Regions from separate parts of the Mus musculus genome. Here region 2 is linked to region 1. A link is a contact called in public HiChIP or PLAC-seq data. All regions are on one chromosome and are shown on one strand. Each heading gives the region's core, a stretch centred on a gene start, on an enhancer-like site or on the middle of the called end of the contact. The rest is flanking DNA. Distances are from core to core; before and after follow the strand shown.

Region 1 (5,642 bases), core at 2,077-4,576:
CTAAGCCGCCTGGAAACTTGCTCTAACAGACTGAACCTTTGAATAAGACCCGCATCTTGGGGCTTGTGCAAACTTGTAAAACCATTTTGAAGCCATACTTTTCTCCAGTTTTCCTCCTTCACCAAAGCTAGAACACCCATGCTCCGACTTTCTCCGCTAACATGGAAACAGCCCTCTCTAAACACTGCTTGGAGGATTCTGCAGCGTCTCCAAACTTGTCCAAATTCCACTTCCAAATGCGTCAGAACCAATTGGGAGGAAATCCCACCACCAACTTCATTTCACAGCACGAACTTCTCAACTGTCTGACAAGAGCTGGGAGGCAAACCGCTCAAAGGAGCGGAGAGTGGACTGGAGCAGATCATACTATGGTAGCCAGCTGTGCTGGAACAGACAGCTGGAAGCCATCTTAGCCTGAAATATCACAGACATTTTGGCCAATTTTCATTTTAATATTTAAAATAACAGCTACATATATATTTCATGTTTATGTTACAGTTGGGTTATTTTTACCTGAATTTTAAACAAGAATCTAAATCATTACTGTACTAGTCTTTTTGTGCAAACTTTTAAAAAAAAAAAAAAAGATCTGTTTTATGTATGTGAGTACACTGTCGCTCTCTTCAGACACCAGAAGAGGGAATCAGATCTAATTACAGATGGTTGTAAGTCACCATGTGGTTGCTGGGAATTGAACTCAGGACCTCTGAAAGAGCAGTGCTCTTAACCGCTGAGCCATCTCTCCAGCCCCCTTGTGCAAACCGAACTACTGAATTTCCTACATATCCACTCCACTAAATGTTGTTAAACTGTAAAGTTCATATTAACATTCTATTGGTGGGGAAGTAACTTTTCTCTATGACAGACATAACTGAAACTTAAAATTAAAAACTTAAAAACATAATTTAAACTTAAACTAAATAGTAAAAACCCATAAAAATGCTAATGGGACAAAACTAAGGATTCGAGCCATTCAATTAAGACCATTTAAGAAGCAGATGACCAGGGCTGAAGAGATGGCTCAGAGGTTAAGAGCACTGACTGCTCTTCCAAAGGTCCCGAGTTCAAATACCAGCAACCACATGGTGGCTCACAACCATCCATAATGAGATCTGACACCCTCTTCTGGGGGTATCTGAAGATTATAATGTTGCAAGACTGATCACACTGTGAGGTTGTGTTAGTTACTGAAAAGCACTATTTCTAGTTGTGGTGCCCTTAGCACACACCTTTAATCCCTCTGGCTGGAATACAGATGCCCTTAGTATACACCCAAACAATGAAGGGAAAGTTACTTTGTAGAAAGAAGCACCCATGTCTAATTGAGCAGCACACACAAGTGATGAATCAGAGAAAGATTTGACAGAATAGGATCTGCCCGACTCTCATGAGAGAAGAAAGGGAAGCTATCTGAGGGAGGGTGCAAAAAGGAGAAAGGAGGCAGTTTGTCAGGGCAGTTGTGCAGAGACAGGGTGAAGACAGACCAAACCAGAAAACGAGAAGGAGCCAGAAGATTAGATCACATTGCCAAAGTTAGTATGAGGTCAAGCAGAGCAACTCAGTCAGAGGCTGAGAGAGAAGCCAGATTGAACCAGTCAGCTTGCAGAGGAGTTTGAGCCACAAGAGCTGAGTTTAAGCAGTCAACAGATATCAAAAAGAAGTAGAAAGGGTGAGCTTATCAGCAGGAAGTGTCCGAGGCTGGACCACTCTAGATCTGGATAAAATTGTACAGAGGCTAGAAGCTCCCGGGACTAGGCCTAGGTTAGCAAATGGAGGCAGTAAGCCTCAGCGAGGACAATTATATCAGGCTAATAAAAATTACGTTTATGGGCCTGGAGAGATGGCTCAGCAGTTAAGAACACTGACTGCTCTTCCAGAGGTACTGAGTTCAATTCCCAGCAAACACATGGTAGCTCACAACTACCTGTAATGAGATCTGACGCCCTCTTCTGGTGCGTCTGAAGACAGCTATAGTGTACTCATATAAATAAATCTTAAAAAAAAAAAAAAAAACTTACGTTTACACCAGAGTTCAATTCTTAGGTCCCACAAGGTGGAAGAACACATTCTCTCACAAGCTATGCCCTGACAGCCACATACAGCGTGTTGCACACTCACACAAAATAAGCAAAATGTAAAAAGTAAGAACAGAATAAAATGTTTGACTAGCCTATGGAAGTCCAAAGTATTATAAAATCCAACAGGTTTGCAATTTCACACCCACAACAAGCCCGGCAGGGTTTATCCAAGCCACTGACTGGCAGGTCCTAGAACCTCAACAGTCTCCGCCTACAGCTACAGGCAGTCACGTGTCTGCACTGCCCTAGAGAACCCATGCTACATCTCCATCCCTGGGAGGTGTATTTTTATCAACCCTGTAACTCAGAGCCAGAGGCTGCCTCCATAGCTCCACCGTCTCTCTTGTCACAATGGGACTCTTCATGCAGGAAGGAGCCTGGCTCTAGTAACTACCTGCCTGCCTGTCATAAAGACCCAGATTCTGCTTTTCATTAGAATAAAAGCAACTGACAGCTGCTGAACCTTCCAGAAGTTCAGATGAACTAGGTTGGAACATGACAAGACGGCTGAAGACAGAAGAAATACAGTTTAGGGGTATGGCACATGGAAGCTGTGGTAGTAGAATTTCATGTTTAAGACCAGCGTGGACCCAGGGAATTCAAAGCCATGGTGGACTACACAGAAAAGGCTTGTTGCAAAAAGCCAACCGCCGCTACTGCTGTTACCACTGACGGTAATTCCAGCCAATTGCTATCGGCACAGGATGAAATAAGGAGCCACAACGTCAAACTGATTTTTTATTCATATTCACTCCTTCCATAGACGCAAGCAGAGGGCTCGAGGCACTAGGACACCGAGCCTGTCCTTGCCTTTCAGTCGAGAATTGGAGTGGAAGGCAGGGCTGCAGTTCTCGGCAACTTGGCCCTCTCAAGTCCAGGCTGCCCGAGGGACTCGGTCCAGCACTTACGTTTGTTCAATGATAAAACTGTTTTTGCTGCTTTTCTGTATTTCTGGGATTTTTTTTAGATTGTGAAGAGATTTTACTTTTTCACCACAATCTGATAATGAGAATGAAGAGAGTACGGCTGCCAGCGGAGAAAGTATGAATTACAAGAGGCCCCTTCTCTTCCTTTCAAATCACTGCGGACTCTGTGACTGATCCTCCAGTTTGAAGACAGTGTGCACAGAGTCCAGGGCTCAGGACACAAGTGACACAAAACTGTGTTATGTGCTTTACCACGGCTGAGGTGGGACCAAGGGCATTGTCACAGGCTTATACATAAACAGAGTAGAATGTTCCAGTAATGGAATTCTCTGGGAGTTCCCACCCTAGACACCTGGGCTTCCCCCTCCTCTTCCCATAGGGCTTCTGTTCACATGAGGTCTCTTCTCAGCCCCTGCCCTTCAGTTGGCACTATACCAGCGTCCTCACATTCCCAGGCCTCGACTGGGTTCCTTTTGGCTGCGGACACACCCTTGACATTTTGGTTTTTTCACTTTAGAAATTCCCATAGGAATCTAGAAAAGAAAAGCTGTCAATTTCTCTAGGAAACAAGGAAAAGCTGAGAGAAGAGAACTACAATGGAGTCTGTGGGGCGACGGTGCGCACCTTTGATTCCAGTACTCGAGGGGCAGAGGCAGATGGCTGGCTGCAAGTTCTAGGCTGGCCTGGTCAACACAGCAAATTCCACGACAACCAGGGCTACAAGGTAAGACCTTACCAAAACCAAACAAAACCAACAAGCCCCCCAAACCACCAACCAAATCAACCACACACACAGTGAAGCCATGAATGAGCCTCGAGAATCAGGCCAGAGAACCAGGCCGACGACGTCGACGCACGGATGATGGATCACTGGGAAAGACAGAGAGAAGAAGCTACCGGACTCGGCTGAAAGGCAGGACTTCTGCTCTCCCAAAAGCAGCCAAGTAAGCACACTGAGTTTTCCCTCGTTGCTTCACCGTTACTGCTCACAGGGCTGTCGGACGATGGCATCCGAGGGAGCTCGGTTGGTACTTGCACTAACGGCCTTCAGTTTACATTTTACTTCTAATCTTAGCGTAATTTCCCCTATCATTTGAGTTTAATTTACTTTTCTTTTAATTGTTTCTGAAGGTGGATGCTGAGGCCAACAGAATGAAGATACTTTAACAATATATTCAATTAGTGGTTTTAATTTCCATATTAATATCACCTTTGCAGTGTGCTATGCACAATAAATCTTCGCCCAAAATGTTCATATGACATTGACCCCTATGACTCAAACCTTTGTGTGGCAAAGTGCCCTTGATTATGTGGTAAAATGAAGTATCTTTGGATGAATAGGAAACTAGACACCATGTAATCAAAAGGCCTTTTGGGGTTGGGAGCGGGGGGGGGGGGGAAGACACGACACAGTTCAGTTGTTAAGAGCCCTGGCTACTACTCTAATAGAGGACCTGAGTTCCCACGTGGCATTTCCAGGGAATCCAATATGCACACACACATACTCACATACGTACGCAAAACACCAATGGATTAAAAAAAAAAAAAGGCCTTTTTAAGTAGAGGAAGCAGGAGAACTGAGGGAGATGTGAGAAGGGGCCTGGCTGGCAAGGAACTGTGGTGAGAAGGCAGGAGAACGGTGGTGGGGTCTAGATGCCTGTAAAACAGCAAGCAGGGATTGATGAACAATAAAGCAGCTTTTTATTTATGTGCATACTGTGTGTGCCATGTGTGTGCAGTGCCTGCAGAGAGCAGAAGAGATGGTTTGGTCCCCTGGAGCTGGAGTTACAGGCATTTGTGGGGTACCGGGCTTCTTTCTTATTTGGGATCCAAACTCGGATTTTCTGGAAAAGCAGCAAGCCCTCTTAACTGCTGAGCTACTTCTCTGTGAGGTAATAAATATGCCCATGATCTGGGCAGTCGACTGCTGCTATCACATGAGGAGACAGCTGAGAACATTTACTGAAATGTATGTAGTTGTCTGTTGTGATGTTCAGCGACTTGGCGTGCTGGGAGAACACTGCACTCATGCACGCTAACAGCATGCCCAGATATTAGATGCTTTATGATATACACATGTACACAGCATTCCTTTTTATGAAAAGAAAAAGTCTGTGCACCAAGTAATGAGTTCCAAGACACAAATGTCAACTAGAACAAACAATTGTAACTAATGCCCATCCCAACTAAGCCCCCCACCCCCACCCCCACCACCGTGAACTTCGTCTGCAAAAGTCCTATGGATCATCAGAGCAGACAGGCACACTCACCCATCTGTACACTGCACAGGCTAGCTGGGCAGATGTGTCCCTTTTGCCTTATTTGTTAAGGAAACTCCTCCTGGGGCGGAGCTATGGCCCAGGAGGTTAAGAGTGCCTGCTCTCACAAACCTGCAGAACGGAGGGAGCACCCGAATACTGGGCCAGGCATCCCACAACTGCCTGAAACTCTAGCTCTGGGATTTGGTGCTCTCTCCTGGCCTCTGAACACTCCAACAAAGCTAAACACACCTCATCCCTTTCATGTATGCATTCTGCTAAATACTGCCCAATTGAGCTTCCCAAAAGGTAAGCTTACATTCCATTTTACACGAGACTTCTTGCACTTCTATTCTTGCAGGTGTTCAAGAATGTATTTA
Region 2 (5,789 bases), core at 554-3,053, 190 kb before region 1:
TGCTGACTAGTGCCAAGGCTGAGGCCTGGCTGTCTCTGCTAGGTAGTGCCACCGTTGCTGATTCATGTTTGCTATCCTGACTCTACTGAACTGGACTGTGCTATATCTGTGAAGTGTTTGCGAGTGGATCAAGCTGCCACTGTCTCCTGTGAACTGAACTGCCGATTTCCAGACAACACAGATGGAGTTGCTCCAAAGAACCTTTCTAAACAGGTCCACTTCCTTTCTTTCCCACTACCTTGTTAATAGCGTTCTCACGCCCGGCCAGGAAGAACACAACAGACCAGAATCTTCTGCGGCAAAACTTTATTGCTTACATCTTCAGGAGCTAGGAGCGCAAACCCCCAGCCCCAAAAGCGAAAGCCCCTTCTTACATCTTTAGGAGCCAGAGCTCCGGCGCGCCAAAGCGCAGAGCGCGCTCTATTGTTTACATCTTTAGGCAGCGAGAGAGCGCAGGGCGCGCAGAGCCAGAGAGATGCCAGCGAGAGAGAATGGCGGAAAACCCGTCCCCTTTTTAGGAGAGTTATATTTCGCCTAGGACGCATCACTCCCTGATTGGCTGCAGCCCATGGCCGAGCTGACGTTCACGGGAAAGGCAGAGTACAAGTAGTCGTAAAATACCCTTGGCACATGCGCAGATTATTTGTTTACCACTTAGAACACAGGATGTCAGCGCCATCTTGTGACGGCGAATGTGGGGGCGGCTCCCAACACTACCTCTGGTGGGTAGTGGGTTAAAAGAGAGGTTAAAGCATTGAAGAACCATCATTTAAAATAGGCTTTGAAGGCTGGGCAGTGGTGGCACACGCCTTTAATCCCGCACTTGGGAGGCAGAGGCAGGTGGATTTCTGAGTTCGAGGCCAGCCTGGTCTACAGAGTGAGCTCCAGGAGAGCCAGGGCTATACAGAGAAACCCTGTCTCAACACCCCCCCCCCCCAAAAAAAATAGGCTTTGAAAAAAATTAAAAATTTCACTGGATGACCAGTATTTGGTATTATGTGATTTTACACACACACACACACACACACACACACAAAATTATGCTTAAGTCAGAGACAAGCAAAAAGATTATTCAGCCTGATGTGGTGGTATATACCTGTAATCCCCACACTCCAGAGGGCCATCCTAGTCTACAGGAAGAATTCCAAGCCAACCAGGGCTATGCAAGGCCTTGTCTCAAATAAAGTAAAATAAAATGAGTAAAAATAGTAACAGGGTTAATAACCTTATTATCAGCTAGCTATTCGTAACAAGCAGTTTAAGTCATAGGGATTTATTAAGCATCTGGGTGGCTTCTGGTTAAGTCTCCCAGTCAGTCTCAGACCTCAGCTCCTGCACCCACTGGTGCATAAATTATGGCCTTTGGTCAAGATTTCCCTCCAAGATCTAAGCCCCGGAACCTCCAACCTGTCTGTACAGGAGCATGAGAGCACTTGGGAGTGGGGGAGAAGAGCCAAGGTCTTCCCTCGATAGCCAGGGCAGTGTGAACTTCAACCTCAACTCTAATACCTGCAAGCAATCTGGAAACACCACAGTCGCTTATCTACAAAATTGGCACTCATATCATGGGGGGGACAGTCAAACTAGCTAACAGGTGTAAAGGGCCTGGATCGGTGACTGATAACAAATATTAGTTTCCTGGCTCAACGTCTCATCTTAACCAGGACCAGTGAAGTTGTTCACAACCCCTCGACCTGGGTTCAAAGTGCAAACCAGCTGCACCAAGGGATGCAGGGATGAGCGGGTAGCGCCCCCGCGTGCTGCGCAGGAGAACTGCCGGGGACCGCCCCCCGCGCTTGCGCACAGGCGCCGCCCCCGAAGTTTGTTGTTGTCCCAGACGTTTGTGGCGGTGGCAGCTGGCTCCGGTCACCGCGCCACCATGGCGGTGCGACAGGCACTGGGCCGAGGCCTGCAGCTGGGTCGGGCGCTGCTGCTGCGCTTCGCGCCCAAGCCCGGCCCGCTGTTCGGCTGGGGGAAGCCCGGCCCCGCGGCGGCCTGGGGCCGCGGAGAGCGCCCAGGCCAGGTCGTAAGCCCCGGAGCACAGCCTCGGCCGGTCGGGCTCCCCCTCCCGGACCGCTACCGCTTCTTCCGCCAGTCGGTAGCTGGGCTGGCGGCGCGGATCCAGAGGCAGTTCATGGTGCGGGCCCGGGGCGGCGCAGGCCCTTGCGGCCGAGCGGTCTTCCTGGCCTTCGGGCTGGGGCTGGGGCTGATCGAGGAGAAGCAGGCGGAAGGCCGGAGGGCCGCCTCGGCCTGTCAGGAGATCCAGGTGAGAGCGGCGGTGGGCGGGAGCGCCGGGAGCGGGCCGAACCGGGCCAGAGTGTAGCCCTGAGGCCAGCCGGGCCGGGGCGGGGCCTAGGCCAGGAGGAGGCGGGGTTAGGAGAGTGAGTGATCTGGGTGGGGCGGGGCCAAATTGGACAGCAAGGGCGGAGTTAGTTGGATAGTTGTTGGGGCAGCCTCAGAATCCTAGTGGTGTAGGGGCGGGTCGTGAACCAGGGCGTGGTAGGAGCCTGGGCATTGGGAAGGGCAGGTCTCTGAGCCGTGATTGGGCAATTTAAGGGGGTGGGGTACTCGTGGACCAGACTGAGTGGCTGGTGGCATCTTAGTTATGTGTCTAAGAGCATGAGGACATGCCTAGACCTTGGGGGGGGGGGTAGGTAGATCAGGGGATAAGGCAAAGATTAAAATCTATCTATGACTTGGACTATACATTTCTTGGAATTGATCTGTTAATTAAGGCTGACCTATTTCCCATTACTGATGGCCTGATATGCCGACACTTTGCAAACAGTATGGTTTAAAAGCTGCTGATTATTGGTCTCTGTTGCACTGTAACAAATGGCTTTGAGTAAATTTCTTTTCTTTTGGGATGCATAAAAGGGGGACAGAGCCTTGATTTGTATATGTAGCCCAGGTTTGTCTTGAACTTTTTTTTTTTTTAGTTTTTCAAGACAGGGTTTCTCTGTGTAGCCCTGGCTGTCCTGGAACTCACTTTGTAGACCAGGCTGGCCTCGAACTCAGAAATCCACCTGCCTCTGCCTCCCAAGTGCTGGGATTAAAGGTGTGCACCACCACAGCCCGGCTGGATGATAACATTTGGAATGTAAATAAATAAAATATCCAATTGAAAAAAAAAAGTCACTCAGGAGGCAGAGGCAGGCGGATTTCTGAGTTCGAGGCCAGCCTGGTCTACAAAGTGAGTTCCAGGACAGCCAGGGCTATACAGAGAAACCCTGTCTCAAACCCCCTGCCCCCCCCCCAAAAAAATCAAAAGTTATCATCCCCTTTCCCAGTTTCCCCTCGGTAAACCCCCTATCCCATTCCTCCTCCCCCTGCTTCTATGAGGATGCTCCCCCACCCACCCACTCTCAACTCACTGCCCTGGCATTCCCTACACGGAGTCATCGAACCTTCACAGGATCAAGGGCTTCTCCTCCCATTGATGCCAGTCAAAGCTATCCTCTGCTACATATGCAGCTGGAGCCATGGGTCCATCCATGTGTACTCTTTGGTTGGTTGGTAGTTTAGTCCCTGGGAGCTCTAGGAGGGGGGGGGGTTGGTTGGTTGATATTGCTGTTCTTCCTATGGGGTTGCAAACCCCTTCAGCTCCTTGGCCTTGAATTTCTGATCTTTCTACCTCTATCTCCAAAGTGCTGGGATTATTGGTATGGACCACCATGCTTGATACACATCTTCTAAAACCCCTACCACTCTCATTCCTTGGTGCACTCATCATCCTAATTTACAGGGAGTCCATGCTCAAGAGAGATGAGAAGGTTTACTCAAAATCACACTGCTGATAAAAGGCAGTGCCCAAAGTTCACCCTTCAAAAGGCTGGCCCTCAGCTGAGCCAGACTGCCTGCCACTCCTGTTTAGCCAAACAGTGGGAGAGAGGCTGAGCAGAAACTGCAGCAACGCTGGAATTTCAGGAGAACACAGAAGATCTAACGTGTTAGTATTTAACCAGAGTGGAGTTATGACTGGATACATGGAAGCTCTGGAGCCTTTTAAACTCTTAAAATAGCACAGAGACCTCTCTAGTCGCACAGTTGTCTGGTCAAGGTCACCCAGACCAACAGAAACAATGGATGTGTCTATTAGAGTCTGGGACTTATTTTGAGGAGTTGGCTCAGGCTAGGTTCGCAGATCTAAAACCGGCAAGCAGGCCCAGGGAAGAGCTGGCTCTGCAATTTAAGTTCTTGGGTGGTTGGCTGCCAGAACTCAGCCTTCTTGGAGGAGAGCAGCCTTTCCCCTGGGGTTTAGAACCCCTTGCTGAGTCAGACCAGCCCCTGCATGCTTCAGGGTAAGGGCTGAGCAGCAGAGGCTTAGGCACCATGCTCTAAACCATCAATGAAGGACCAAACAAGCATTTCCTCTCCTCCCTGTTCCTAGTACTGGAATCCAGTTCCTGTGTCTTGCATAGTTATGCAGGGCAACCCTGCCTCAAACAAGCACACAAACAATAGGAAAAGGTATGAGGCCAGGTGGCAGGTAAGCAGGTGTAAAGACTTTCAACACCCTGGCCATTTGACAAGTGTGCATGGAAAATAGATGAGCTATCCATTCACACTTCCCAGAATAGCTAACCTATTGTAAGAACAATAGCCGACACCATGAGGTGGGGAAACAGAGCACTCACTCCTGGTGGTGTTGCCAATGGAACATAATACAAAATTAAATAGGTGTTTACCACACCAGCCTGTCGTTGAAGTTGTCAGCATCTACTGGGGGGAAACAGAAACAGTCACACAAAACCCTGTGTGCTGCAGTTTCTATGGAAAACAGTAACCCTAACCTCTGAAGATTAACAATAGACTCATTCTCCCTGGTAATTCCACTTCTGTATGAATATTTGGCATAATGGAAATCGTATACAGACCTTTCTGCACTGAAGCTCAAGGCTACTTACTGACTATAGCCAGGGGGTGAAGTGACCCACCCCACCCCACCCCACCCATGTCCTTCAGTGCATGAATGGATAAACGGAGTAGATACAATAGAGGGTATTATCTAGCCTTTGAAAAGGAATTCTGGCACCTGCTACACATGGATGAATCTTAAAGACAGTGTACGGCTCTAGTTCTAAGAGCCAGGCTTCTCTGCATGCCCGGACAGAGAGGGGAAGAATGGAATATCGTTCTATAGTAGGCACAGAGCCTTATAGTTTTGCAGAGCTGGAATGATGATAGTGGTTGCTTAGCAACATGATCGTTCCTAACACTGCAGAAGTATTCAAATGTATGTCAGACATATTTGACAATATGTGCTAGGCATGTTGGACCATATCTCTAGTCTGAACACTTGTGGGAGGCAGAGGCAGGCAGATCACAGAGTCTGAGGAGAGCCTGGTCTACAGAGCAAGCCAGATATAGATGTAGGGAGACTCTGTCTCAAAAGAAAAGAAAAATTACAATTTAAATATAAATCTATTTAGTGTAGTATATTGATGATGGTAGCAACATTGTTCATAATACCCCGGAACAAAAACATCCACCCGTGAGTGAAGAGACAGTAACATAAGCCATGGTTTGTATGTCCATGATGAAGTCTCCCTCCGCAGTTAGCAAGCAACCAGCTAGACATGCAGATTGGGACCTGAATGTACCTTGGGCAGCAGGCTAAATGTAGAAACTGGGGCTTAGAAAGCTGCACGCTGCACGATTCCATGTCTAACTCTTAATATGGGTCATCTGAGGATGGCACTGTGGTGGTACAGAGGTTGGAGGAACCAAGGAGCTGTGGCTACGGAGCAGCCCTGTGTCTTGACTGGGTGGTCATCACATGAGACCAC

The links. HiChIP or PLAC-seq counts read pairs in DNA pulled down with a chosen protein or histone mark.
Region 2: an H3K4me3 HiChIP or PLAC-seq map of bone marrow-derived macrophages shows a contact between it and region 1, with 3 times the contacts expected there. The contact joins the promoter of Pink1 here to the promoter of 1700095J12Rik in region 1. A contact is called at or near these places in 1 of 15 datasets of contacts at CTCF or cohesin (pro-B cells), 2 of 115 datasets of contacts at active chromatin or transcription factors (bone marrow-derived macrophages and effector CD8 T cells) and 1 of 9 other capture datasets (pancreatic islet).

Annotation. Positions count from the first base shown.
Region 1 is chr4:138,136,202-138,141,843 of GRCm38.p6, reverse strand. 1700095J12Rik (RIKEN cDNA 1700095J12 gene) reads left to right here and starts at 3,326. Exons shown (of 2, transcript NR_126429.1): 1 at 3,326-3,948; 2 at 4,136-4,264. The region is part of intron 12 of Eif4g3 (eukaryotic translation initiation factor 4 gamma, 3); the gene reads right to left.
Region 2 is chr4:138,322,310-138,328,098 of GRCm38.p6, reverse strand. Pink1 (PTEN induced putative kinase 1) reads left to right here and starts at 1,803. Exons shown (of 8, transcript NM_026880.2): 1 at 1,803-2,266. The coding sequence starts at 1,880.